2 separate regions of the Mus musculus genome follow, and region 1 is linked to region 2. A link is a contact called in public HiChIP or PLAC-seq data. All regions are on one chromosome and are shown on one strand. Each heading gives the region's core, a stretch centred on a gene start, on an enhancer-like site or on the middle of the called end of the contact. The rest is flanking DNA. Distances are from core to core; before and after follow the strand shown.

The links. HiChIP or PLAC-seq counts read pairs in DNA pulled down with a chosen protein or histone mark.
Region 1: a contact with region 2 is called in an HNF4G HiChIP or PLAC-seq map of pancreatic cancer cells. The contact joins two enhancer-like sites. A contact is called at or near these places in 3 of 484 Hi-C or Micro-C datasets (cerebral cortex, cortical neurons and nephron progenitors), 2 of 115 datasets of contacts at active chromatin or transcription factors (extraembryonic endoderm stem cells and pancreatic cancer cells) and 3 of 9 other capture datasets (adipose tissue, liver and pancreatic islet).

Annotation. Positions count from the first base shown.
Region 1 is chr8:45,717,935-45,723,631 of GRCm38.p6, forward strand. The region is part of intron 2 of Sorbs2 (sorbin and SH3 domain containing 2); the gene reads left to right. Sorbs2os (sorbin and SH3 domain containing 2, opposite strand) reads right to left here. Exons shown (of 6, transcript NR_045739.1): 6 at 5,391-5,697. Among named protein-coding and RNA genes, the nearest start is that of Gm30635, 42 kb to the left of the region's middle. Within about 2 kb of position 2,152, at least 49 of the 459 cell types and tissues checked have an H3K27ac peak or open chromatin away from gene starts, as enhancers often do. A contact at or near this core is called in pancreatic cancer cells, where this site is marked.
Region 2 is chr8:45,629,249-45,635,250 of GRCm38.p6, forward strand. The region is part of intron 1 of Sorbs2 (sorbin and SH3 domain containing 2); the gene reads left to right. Gm51529 (a long non-coding RNA gene) reads right to left here. Exons shown (of 3, transcript XR_003947382.1): 3 at 5,768-6,002. Among named protein-coding and RNA genes, the nearest start is that of Gm51529, 9.4 kb to the right of the region's middle. Within about 2 kb of position 4,588, at least 5 of the 459 cell types and tissues checked have an H3K27ac peak or open chromatin away from gene starts, as enhancers often do. A contact at or near this core is called in pancreatic cancer cells, where this site is marked.

The DNA of each region.
Region 1 (5,697 bases), core at 902-3,401, 86 kb after region 2:
GTGCAGGTCTTGCACAAACAACTATAGCTTCTGTGAGTCTATGACTGTAATATGTAAAGATTGTACATCACAGAACTCCTCACTGTTCTCTGGTTCTTACAATCTTCCTGTTATCTATGATATTCCCTAAGGCTTGGTGGTAACAGAATTAATATAGATATTATTGTTTAGGGCTGAACACTCAGTCTCCTATCTGTAGCTCTTTGATTTGCTACATATCTTTCCAGTGACTGCTGCTCAAGAAAAAAATAAATTCCCAGACCAAGGTTAAAAGCAGCCTAGGTCTATACATACAAACATGAATATCTGGGAAGCAATTTGACAGCATGACCATTTAGCAAATTATCAATAGCCCAAGGGCCTATGACTTTAGCCAAGGGGTATCAATAAGGATAACCATACCAGGAATTAAATTTCCTCCTATTGAACATGCCTCTAATCCAATCAGACACCATTACCCATAATGGTGATGCCGCCTTTGCCCCTTGCTTGGCAGGGCCTTATTGTAAGCCCTTCCCCAATTTGTTATGCTTTCCTTAGAATTCAGGAGTAGTTTGTGGAGGGAAACGCTGCAGATTGCAGGAGACAAATTTAATGCTGAGATAAAGTTTCCTCAAGATCTTCCTTTTCTGTTTGAATAATCCTACCTTATAGTATTGTAAGAGAATAAATACTAATGATGTTAGTCTTAACATCAACTCTCTCAGTTTAGGCAAATTATAGAACCAACTATTTCTAAAACTAACTATGATTAAGTAAATTCTTTTATTTGCAAATGTTAACATACATTGACGAGAAAACTTTTTATAAGCCTTAAAGCCTATCATAAGACATTCCATTATGATTTATTTACCTTTAACAAGATGATTTATAAGCCCTTTAATCTGTAGTCTCACAATACAGTTCCTTATCTTTTCATAGAATCAAATGTTAGAAAGATGCCATAAGATAAACGCTAAAATCACTGTTTGAGGAATTCAGGTTGCAAGATTCATTGCTTTTTTGTTGTTATCATAAAACATGTTTTTGTGAAGATTTTAGGAGACTAAATGAGGAGAAAAAAGCCTGAAGCAGTTAACATACAGACAGAAGTGTATTAACATTTTACAGACTGCTGTGATTCTGCTGGGTGCTGGCTTAATGTAATCCTGAAGTTCAAGTATGACCTTGATATGCATCAAATATTGGAATCATTGGGTGCAGTGAGAGGCTGGTGACACAGGTTGAAGTTTTGTTTTTGCAAGACACTGCTCAAAAATATCATGGCATCCAACCTGCTGACCTTGTGCATGGTTAGAAGCATTCCTTTTGAAAAAAAATTAAAAGTCTGTTAAAATGCAAATGTGTTAGCTTAATAAGAGACTATCTCATCACTTGTACTTTTAACAAAACCCCAAAAGATTAGATGTTAAGCTCTAACCCCATGCACGTAGCCAATTAACTTATCCCAATTAATGGATGACAGTTGTTATAATTGAGAAAACTAATTTCTCGTTACACTTCAAGATCAGTGATAGTCACTAATATTTCACTTACAGAATTCAAAATGAAGGTCCCAATGGGAAGTGGTAGTTTCGGGGTGCACAGAGTTGTTCTGATGTTAACTGAATTCATACCCTTGGTCAGAATCCAAAAGTAGATCAATTAATGTCTGATTTCACAAATGTAAACAAACAAACAAAAAAGGTAAAAAGTGGTGTTCACTATCAACATGTGGCAAAATTAATTCATAGGCTGCTACTTTAATGACACATGGGGCCACAATGACTGTCATTTCTTTGAGACAGGAATTCTTACAGCCCAAACTATGCTTGAATTTACTATATAATCAAGATGACCTTGGATTTCTGTTCTCCCGACCTCCACCTCCCAAGTTCTCGGGATTATGGGCTTGCATCACTGTGCTCAGCCAATGTTGACTGTTTTTGTTACATCATGGAGCACAGACTCGTTCTACTCTCTTTGAGACTGTCTGGCTCACATCTCTACCACAGTAATATTTCCAGAGTTGCCCTGGTGCTAAAAATGACTATCTCCTTGAACTTCCTAAACGGAAAAGAAACCTTGACTTCAGCACTTCACCGTACTCATTCTTTCCCCACGACTGCCCAGTGTGGAGCCATACCAGAACAAGGGCTTTTCCTCCCCGTGGGTTCCACCCTATGACTGTGTTTCCTGCCTCTGAATCACCTTCTCCTGATGGAGGCCCCTGCTGTGTCGATGAAAATGAGATCATAAACAAACATGTAAGCCCTCAAGGCAGGAAGAGTGCTCTGCAGGAAAACTCCCAAAGAATAGTGGAAATAAAGAAATTGGCTATTTATATGGGGTGGCCAGGAATGGTCTCTCTGGTAGGGTGATATGTACATAAATGTCCCCCATAGTCTTGATTATTTGGACACTTGGTCCCCAATTACTGACACTATTTATGGAGGTTTAAGAGGTGCAGCCTCTTTGGAGGGAGAATGTCCATGGGAGTGAACTTTGAGAGCTTAAAGCTTTGTCTACTTCCAATGTGCTAGCTCTGCCTGGTGCTTGTGGTTTAAAGATGTGAGCTCTCAACTTGCTACCATATGTCCCGTTATAATGGATTTTTTATTCCTCTGGAACCGTTATGCCCAAATAACCTCTTCCTTCTATAGCTTGCCTTGGCCACGGTGTTTTATGACAGGAATAGAAAAGTAACTAAGGCAGGTAGCATCTGAGCATTAAGCCGGGCGACTAAAGGACAAAGCTGGTGATAGATGGAAGTACTCTGGGCCGAGAGGAAAACGCTGGGATAGTAGTGGGCTTGGTATGTGCAAGCAACAGTGAAGTATTCCAGATCCTAGAACAGACTGGGCAGGGAGCAAGAGTGGTAGCCATGGGCCTAGAGGATGGGAGATGGGACCATGAGTTGGAGTCCTTTGAACAAAATGATTATTCTCTATCATGTTACAGCCACCTCTCTCAGAATATTCCAGAATCAGAATACAACACATGCAGGTACAAGCAGAGGAAGGGAAACCAGTCGTGAGGCACTAAAACAGTCAAGGCAAGCTAGAAGATGCTCACAGAGAAGTTAAATTTGCATAGTTGTGAGTTCTAGATATACACAACATTATAAGATTTGACCACAAATGAACATGGTAATAGCAATTATGAGTCAAATATGATGTCAATGCTTTTTGAGGCTGGAAAGCAGTAAAATTTTTGGCAGTACATTCTAGAAAGTGCTCTACCATTGAACTATATTCCTGCATCTCCAGTACCACCCTCCTCCTCCTCCTCCTCCTCCTCCTCCTCCTCCTCCTCCTCCTCCCTCCTCCTTTTTAGATAGATCTCATCGAGGCCCCAGGATGATCTGAAACTCACTCCAGAGCCCAGGCTAGACTTGAACTTGTAACATTCCTGCCCTGCCTCCTGAGTACTGATATTTCAAGCCTGGGCCACTAGATTCAGCAATGGTGATGCTTTTTACAGAGTGATAGCAGGTGGACCAAAGATCTGGGTCATGTGCCTATTTGACATGCACAAATATGTATGTAAATAGGCAGCTGTTATTCCAAGCCTGACATTCTGAGGATAGTGATTTATGAATGATCAAACAGCTACAGTTTAGCTCAACTGCCCTTTAAAAATAAAAATCTACTGACTAGTGTGATTGCCTAAACCCCAACATATGTTGAGAATTTCCATTGATCAGAATACAGAAAAGAGAGCAGTGGGGCAGAAGTAATGAGAAAATACGCTGAGGGGTAAAAATGGGAGAGAAGGTGGATGAACAGCAAGATGCTTCGTCTCCCTGCTCTACATTTGTGGTGCTTTGACTCAGAACTCACTGAGGTGATATGGTGTATACATACATATATATGTATACATACATATATATATACACATACATATACACATATACATACACATATATATGTTACTTGTCTTGCTGATGAGATGAAGTACCTGGAAAAATAATCAGTTTAAGGAAGGAAGAGGGTTTTTTTCTTGCTTTGTTTTGTTTTGTTTTGTTTTGTTTTGTGTTTGTTTGTTTGTTTTTCTCACAATTTGAAAGCATACCCTATCATGATGTGGAAGCCATGGCTGCAGGAACTTGAAGAGGTAACTGGCCATACTGAATATGAAGTCAGAAGGCTGGCAACGATGACTGCTTGTGCTCAGCTCATCTTTCTGTTTAGTGCAGGACCCATTTTTATGTAGTGTAGGACTCCTTCCCACGGAATGGAACCATGCGCATTCAGGGCAGGTCTACCAATCTCTATCTCCGTCTAAAATTTCCTGCAAAGATATGCCCAGAAGTTTGTTTCCATGGTGATTATAAATTCTAGCAAGATTAACCATCATATCGCTCAAACTGAAATATTAGCTCAACCTTTGAATTTCTACACATGCCCCTCGTTGAATTTGAAACACTAAATATCTGGAAAAAAAAAAGTCAAGGTCTATTAAACAATCACTGTTTTGTTTAATTGTAGAAGCCACTAAATTAGTTTCAGGATTATGCCAGAGTATCTAATTAGACTTACATGTATTCATTTGCAAGTTAAGAACAGAGCTGTAACTCAGTTGTGTGTCTGAGAAAACATACCATTATTTGCCTGTAGAGCCAGTTTTCTCTAAACTCTGCCAGGCAATAGGACATCTTTCTCTACATCTCTGTTGGTGCCTTCCTTTCAGTATGGGCAGCAGACAGGTACTTGCTTAGTTTACCATTGGGAGACTCCACCAGTACACAACACATACAACACATATGCATAAGACAAGGCTCTACCCATACGAGACCAACTATGCAACTCATACAGGAAACAAAGGAAAAAAAAAAACCCTCTGCTTCAGTGGTAGACTCTAGTATCCATAATACAAATACAAACATCACATATAAGGGGAAAAATAAATAATGGATAAATATAGAGAAAGCACAATTCATTTTATAATCTCAGATAAATGCAGATCTGTTTGAAAGCATATGCTTTGAAGACGTTCAACTGCTAATAAAACAATTCCTCTTGCTTATCTTATTACAGTTACATGTCATAGAAGTTTGAATGCTTGCAGTGAGCTTTGGAAAGCAAGGAACTTGGGTTTAGAGTGGAGAGACAGGATTTAGAGACATCAAAGAGACTAGAGAACAGGAACGAAAGGCTTATGTTTAAAGAAGAGTACATCAATTTTTTATGGCATTATTCTAAATGTAGGGAGGGTGTGCGTGTGTGTGTACATGTTATAATTTACTAATATGCTCCTTTCATTTCATTTAACCACTAATAAAAATGCATTCTAAAAGTAATATAATGTTACAAACACATAATTTGTTACAAATTATAAAGAGAAAGTTGCCAAAAATTATCCTTATTCCAGTACTGAAGGTTAGCCCTTCTTTTAAATCTGTTGTTTCAAGTCAGGAAAATATAAACTGCTTTATTGTAAGCTAGTTTCCTCTTATTGAATAGCAAAAAGATGAAGATATATCTAGTTTACAAGGTCTGAATCAAAACTTTTGACAAAAATTGGATTAAAGCTTAATATAAAATCATGTTCCATTTATATTTTGTGTTCATATATATTAAAAATCTGTATGTATATGCATGTATGTGTATATGTGTGTATAAATATATACATTCATTCATTCATTTACACAGAGACAGATATAGAAATAAACATTGGTGAACCAGAAGTAATATCCAAAATTCATATCTTAAGAAA
Region 2 (6,002 bases), core at 3,338-5,837:
TGCTTTATAGTCACTTAGGAACAAGCTGGTACTGGGGACTGAAATTGGTCAGCCAAATGAAACACCCTGGAGAGGAACGGGTCAAGGAATGAGTGAATTCTGCCTTAGCACCATTTCAGCCTTTTCTAAGTCAGTTCTACCGCCGGTATACCAGGAATGTTGAATTAGTCACAACGCTGTTGAAAATAGTAAAAAATTATTGGCTGAAAACTTCTGATAACAACTCTATCAGCAAAAGATGGAGTTTGCCACGAGGTTTCAAATAAATAGTTATCAAGGTCTTTTTCCAAGAAGTAATTTATTATTTCCTGTCTTTTGTGGCTAAATATAGATTGGATAAGGAGTCTCCCAATAACGGTAATTGTGATGTCTCCATTGATATATGTGGACACAAATCACCTGTTTCCTATGTTAGCGTACCCTCAGAGTAGCAAGCCATAAAGCATAAATAAGGAGGGGATGTTTTATAATTTTCTTTTTGTCATCAGTATCCAGGATATAAAGATTTAGACTAAGAATCCTCAATGCAGAGATACGTGAATGCATGCTGGATAAGGAAGCCTGGGGGCATGGCGCTGGCTGGGTGTAAAAGGTTCTATGGGATAAAAGGCTGAAATGATGGGACTATACTGAGTTTAGCTCTCAAGGCAAAGTAACCGAACAGATGCTGTTAAGTCAAATTCTGTGTAAAAAATCTCTCAGCCATGTAGATCATTCAGGGAGAACAAAATGGACACTGACAAGAGCCCCTTTCTGTTCCGTTCTTTTTTTTTTTTTATGATACCGCCAAAGGAATCATCAGACACACCCAAGGCAAGAAAATCATACTTTTCTAATTTCTCCTGGGGTAACCTTTAGAACAGGCTGTGGGAATACCTACAGCAACACCTGAGGGGTGTGCCTTGCTGCCTGTGTAGTATCTTTTTGTGGGACAGGAGCATGTGAGCTCACAGAAAGACACACAGGCTCCAGCTCTATTTCCCCATGTTGCTAACCCTGTAAGGTGTCAGTCATGGTAGACCAGCACTCCAAACCCATTCTGTGCAGCACACCAACAGCTGTTAGTTCAACAGCTCTTAAGAACGGAGAAGTTCAGCGAGTCCTCATGTCTCCACACTTTGCTTGCTGGTTTTTGCTTAGTTTTAGTTAAATTTCTGCCATCTCCAACTCTCCTCTTGGCAAAGTTAAAATATCTTATAATTTCCAAAACACATGACGAAACAAACACCCTCTACTGTAGCTTTCCCTTTAGCTCTTCAAGCAGCCACTTTTGGTGGACCCTCCAGAACCCAGCAAGGATGCTTCCCCTACAGGTCCTTACCACATCTAGCAGCCCACTCGACTCTTTCTGTCTGCTACAGCATCTTGCTTTTGCTTCTGCTCACAGCTTTCCACGGTCTTCCTGACCTCCGATTCTGCAGCATTTAGAACCTTACCTAGCATCCAGACATTCCGTTGAATGAGTCAGGCTTCACTGTTATTGTAAATATACACCTTGATCTAGTATTGCCATGAATCAGAGAAACTCAAAACTTTTTTTTTTAAGGCATCAACCTGTCAGGGGTGAGAGTGTCACTCTGGGACACCAGTTTCATAAGTACATTATGCACATGGGTGTCTTATGTTAACTAGTCATTTTCATAAATTATTTCATTTAAATAAAGTGACAAAAGTTTCAGGAGAAAAATAATAAAGTGACCGTTCTTATTTGGGATGTGCTCTCATTGGACTTTTCACTGGAAGCTGAGTATAATGTATGACATATAAATACTTAAGGAACAGCTTTTCATGTGGAAGCTGAGAAAGGGAAGAGGTTTTGAGCCTGCGGTGGGGGGGGGGGGTGGTGGGCAGGACTGAGAAATTGGAGCACAGTGTCTAGTAACAAAGTTTCTTTCCATTTTCCTAAATAAACCTTGAAGGTAACCGGCTCCCTCATCAGTCAATCACAGATGCCTCGCCTCCCCCCCCCCACCCCCCCGCCAGTGTTAGTTCGAATGTGAGGCGCTCACTCATCAGTCAACAGTCAAAGTCAACAGTCAATCACAGATGACCCGCCTCCCCCCCCCCCCCCCCCGCCCCATGTTAGTTCCTAGGTGAGGGAGAGGTGTCACTGTAGCTGTAGACCTGGTTTTAATGGAGACTTACTTTTTTCCCCAGATAAAGGCATAATTCTCTTTTTAAAAGAAATATTCTGATTACCTTTCTGTTGCGGGGAAATTGCTAGAATGGTGTGATGAGACACAGGGAACTTCATGTACAGTTTCCTGTCTCTTAAGATACCCATGTTCAAGGCAAAAGTAGCCATTAGTTTGGTGTGAATGTTTTATACATAAAGTAGCTCAGATTAGAGAGTTTAAAATAGTCAGCTGTTTCAAATTAGAAGGGAAAATACTAGAAAATACTTAAATTCCTATTTCTAGACATTTTAATATCTATTCCAGATTTGAATATTCTAGTGAAAATGTGTTAAATATAAGTTCCTCATGATCGTGCTGGGCTCTAAGGGTTTATGTTGACTGTGTTCTGCTGGTGTTAATGTATACCATGTTATAATTAAATAATAGAGTAAGCTTGATATTCATTTTAAAGACAAATTAATCATCTCAAGTCAAATATAGCAATTAGATTCTAGGAAATATAATCTCCCATACATCTGAATCACCTACATATTTTATATATAAGAATATTTAAGAGATATATCTAAGTAAAATGTTATATTTATGTAATATCTTATACATAAAAATATTTGGTAGTGTAGTGATTGGCCCCCTTGTGTTTTTCAGTAAAGAGTTATAATAGATAACTGCATTTGATAATTTTCTGAAAGTTGTACAAAGGGATATAAATCATTCAAAAATGCCTGTTGTAAACTATACCTGTCGAGAACTATATTGTTTCAAAATATCTATAAATCATTTCTGAAAACGCTAAGTCATGTATTCAGCTGTAGAGACGCATTTCTGTAACTGTTGATCACTGTAAGTAGCCCAATAACTCTGATCCGGTATAAGTTCCATCAAGGTTATAAATGTTGGATGGAGGATGGAGTACGCTTGCTAAGACAGGGCCGGGGAAGTCTTACAATGTGTCAGACTTAGATCAACTATTATACTTTCCAATCTTCAAAACAGAATTGTTCATTAAATAGGAATTTTGGCCAAAAGACACCAGTTTTCTTCTCCCTATTTGAATCAAGTATATGTAGGCCTACCATTGCTTCTGCTTGCTAGATTTCCTTTGAGCAAAATTCAAAGAGCTGTCATTCTTCCTCAATCTAACCAAGAAACATCTCTAAGAAAATATTTCCATTCCCCTCAGATATAAATGTTAGCAACATTTCTTAAGTTCTTTTTGTGCACATATTATAAATATAGGAAAATCAAATAAGAAAGAGGCTTAATTGAAATCTTCAGGGACCTTTAAAATGCATGTTCGTATGTCCTCTTGTTCTGGGGATGTCTTTATCCAATGCAGACATTTACCTCCTCTACTTTTCCTTTGAGAAGTGTTCACAAAGGAAGGCAAATATTAAAAAGGGTTTTCCTATAATGAACCATGACCTCTTTCTTCAGAAGGATGTAACTTTGTGCAGTAGTAAGAAAGCAGCAGTTCGCAGGCTTAGCTTGGGCTAACATTCTTACAGATTATCAAAGTGAGTCCAGGCCGACCAATGGCCAACCAAAGGCCAACCTTTTCAGATTCCTTTCCTACTCAATCTTTGGTAAAAGTTGAGAGCAGGGGCCACAAAAATGTTTCTGATTCCATATTCCCTCCTTGTTCTTCTCCCTGTGGCTTCCTTGAGAGCAATGTTTCTCAGCCTGTGGATGGCAACCCCATTTGGGGTCAAATGATCTTTTCACAGTGGTAGCCTACAACATTTACATTATGATTCATAACAGTAGCAAAGTTACAGTTATATTAAGTAGCAATGAAAGTAATTTTATGGCTGGAATGCACCCCCAACAGGAAGGTTGGGAACCACTGACTTAGAAACTAAGGTGTTTGTAAGGGTTAGCTATGAGGACCAATAAGCTACAACAAAAAGGGACTTCTGACCAAGATTGCCAATTTAGAAAATTCCTAACAGAAATTACAAATGCCAGTAAGACTAGAGTGAAGCTTTTTTTTTTTTAAGTGCACAGAAAAAACAAAACAACAATAACAAAATCCATATATATTCTGGCCACACTGGAGAAAATACTTTTGTTTAAATGTTCCTTCTATCCTCTACAAAGCCCATGTGCATTTTAGGTCTCCCAGGAAGTGACTGGCATTGAGGTGACATCCCTATAAATAGAAATGTGCCTACACTTATGACTACGGGGTCTTTCTCCACCTCTTAACTAAGCCTCCCCTGCTTCCGGCCTCATTAGGACGTTGAACATTTTACACCCTGTACCCATACTTGATACCGCTTAGGAAAAGAACCCAACAGTAACAACAAGAAGCTTAGGGAGCCCACAGTGGATGCTGAAGTGATGACTTCTTGTGGCTTGCCAATGCGCCACCCCACCTTATTCTGTCATTTTCTGTGCTGAAGTTAATCAGGCAAAGAGGATCAGGTCACAGCAACCCCATCTGTGTTTGTGCTCACTGTGTAGTCTGGTGAAGGTTTAGTGTACTCTGAAACAAGTGCACATAATCTGTCAGCTACATAAGTGTGTGGAAAATTCCATAGTTTATGCTGTGAGAGTAAAAAAAAACCTTTTGAAAGGACTTGTCTCTTACTAGCCAGATCTGGATTTTTTTTCCCCTTTGTTATTGTTCTTAAGGATTTACATGATTTTATTTGATGTGTATGGATATTTTCCCTGCACCTAGCACTTACAGGACATTGTGTGGTACCTGTGGAGTCCAGAGAGGCTATCAGATCCCCTTGGAATTTGGGAGTTGCAGAAGGTTGTGGACTACCACATGGACGCAGGAACTTAGGTAGCCACGGTTCTCAGCTAGAGCATCAGTTGCTCTTAGCCACTGATCCAGCTCTCTGACTCCCTTGACTTCTTTGAAAGAGGCCAGGCTGGCTTCCAACCCCTAATCCTCCTGCCTCTGCTTCCTGAGTACTGAGATTGCAAACATTTGCTACCACATCCAGATAGACTGCCAGATCTATATAAACAACATAGTGGTCAAGATGAAAATGTTAGAACCAATCGGTTGTTCCAACAGCGCAGATAGTCTTGTGTTTTGTGTGCTTGTCTGCTAGGTTAGACAATTTTAGGTAAGGGGAGGTCATGTGAGTACCTAAGGTTAAAAACAAAAAAAAAAAAAGATCAATGTTTGGTCAGAACAAAAGTGGCAAGCAAAACTGGACTCCGGCTTTAGAATGGCAGCTGGGACATTGAAGGCATTCAGGAAACAGGTTGGTCCATGTACTGGCTAGTTTCGTGTCAACTTGACAAAGCTCCTTTATTACAGAGAAAGGAGCTTCAGTTGAGGAAATGCCTCCATGAGATCCAACTGTAAGGTATTTTCTCAATTAGTGATCAAGGGGGAAAGGTCCCTTGTGGCTGGGACCATCTCTGGGCTGGTAGTCTTGGTTCTATAAGAGAGCAGGCTGAGCAAGCCAGGTGAGGCAAGCCAGTAAGGAACATCCCTCCATGGCCTCTGCATCAGCTCCTGCTTCCTGACCTGCTTGAGTTCCAGTCCTGACTTCCTTTGGTGATGAACAGCAGTGTGGAAGTATAAGCTGAATAAACCCTTTCCTCCCCAACTTGCTTCTTGGTCATGATGTTTGTGCAGGAATAGAAACCCTGACTGAGACAGTCCATTAAATCTTCAGTCAGCATAGCAAATGAATAGATGGCCCACAGTAATCAGATCTTCTGTCCACATTGTCCTGATGCTGACATGTGATTTTTTTAAAAGGCCATTTTTACTCAGAGATAAAAAAGCAAATAAGGAGACGTTTCTTATTTTTTATTTTATTTTTTGAAATTACAAAACAGACGAGAAGGAAAAAACTGAAAATTTTAGGAAATGCTATTATTATTTTTTAAAGC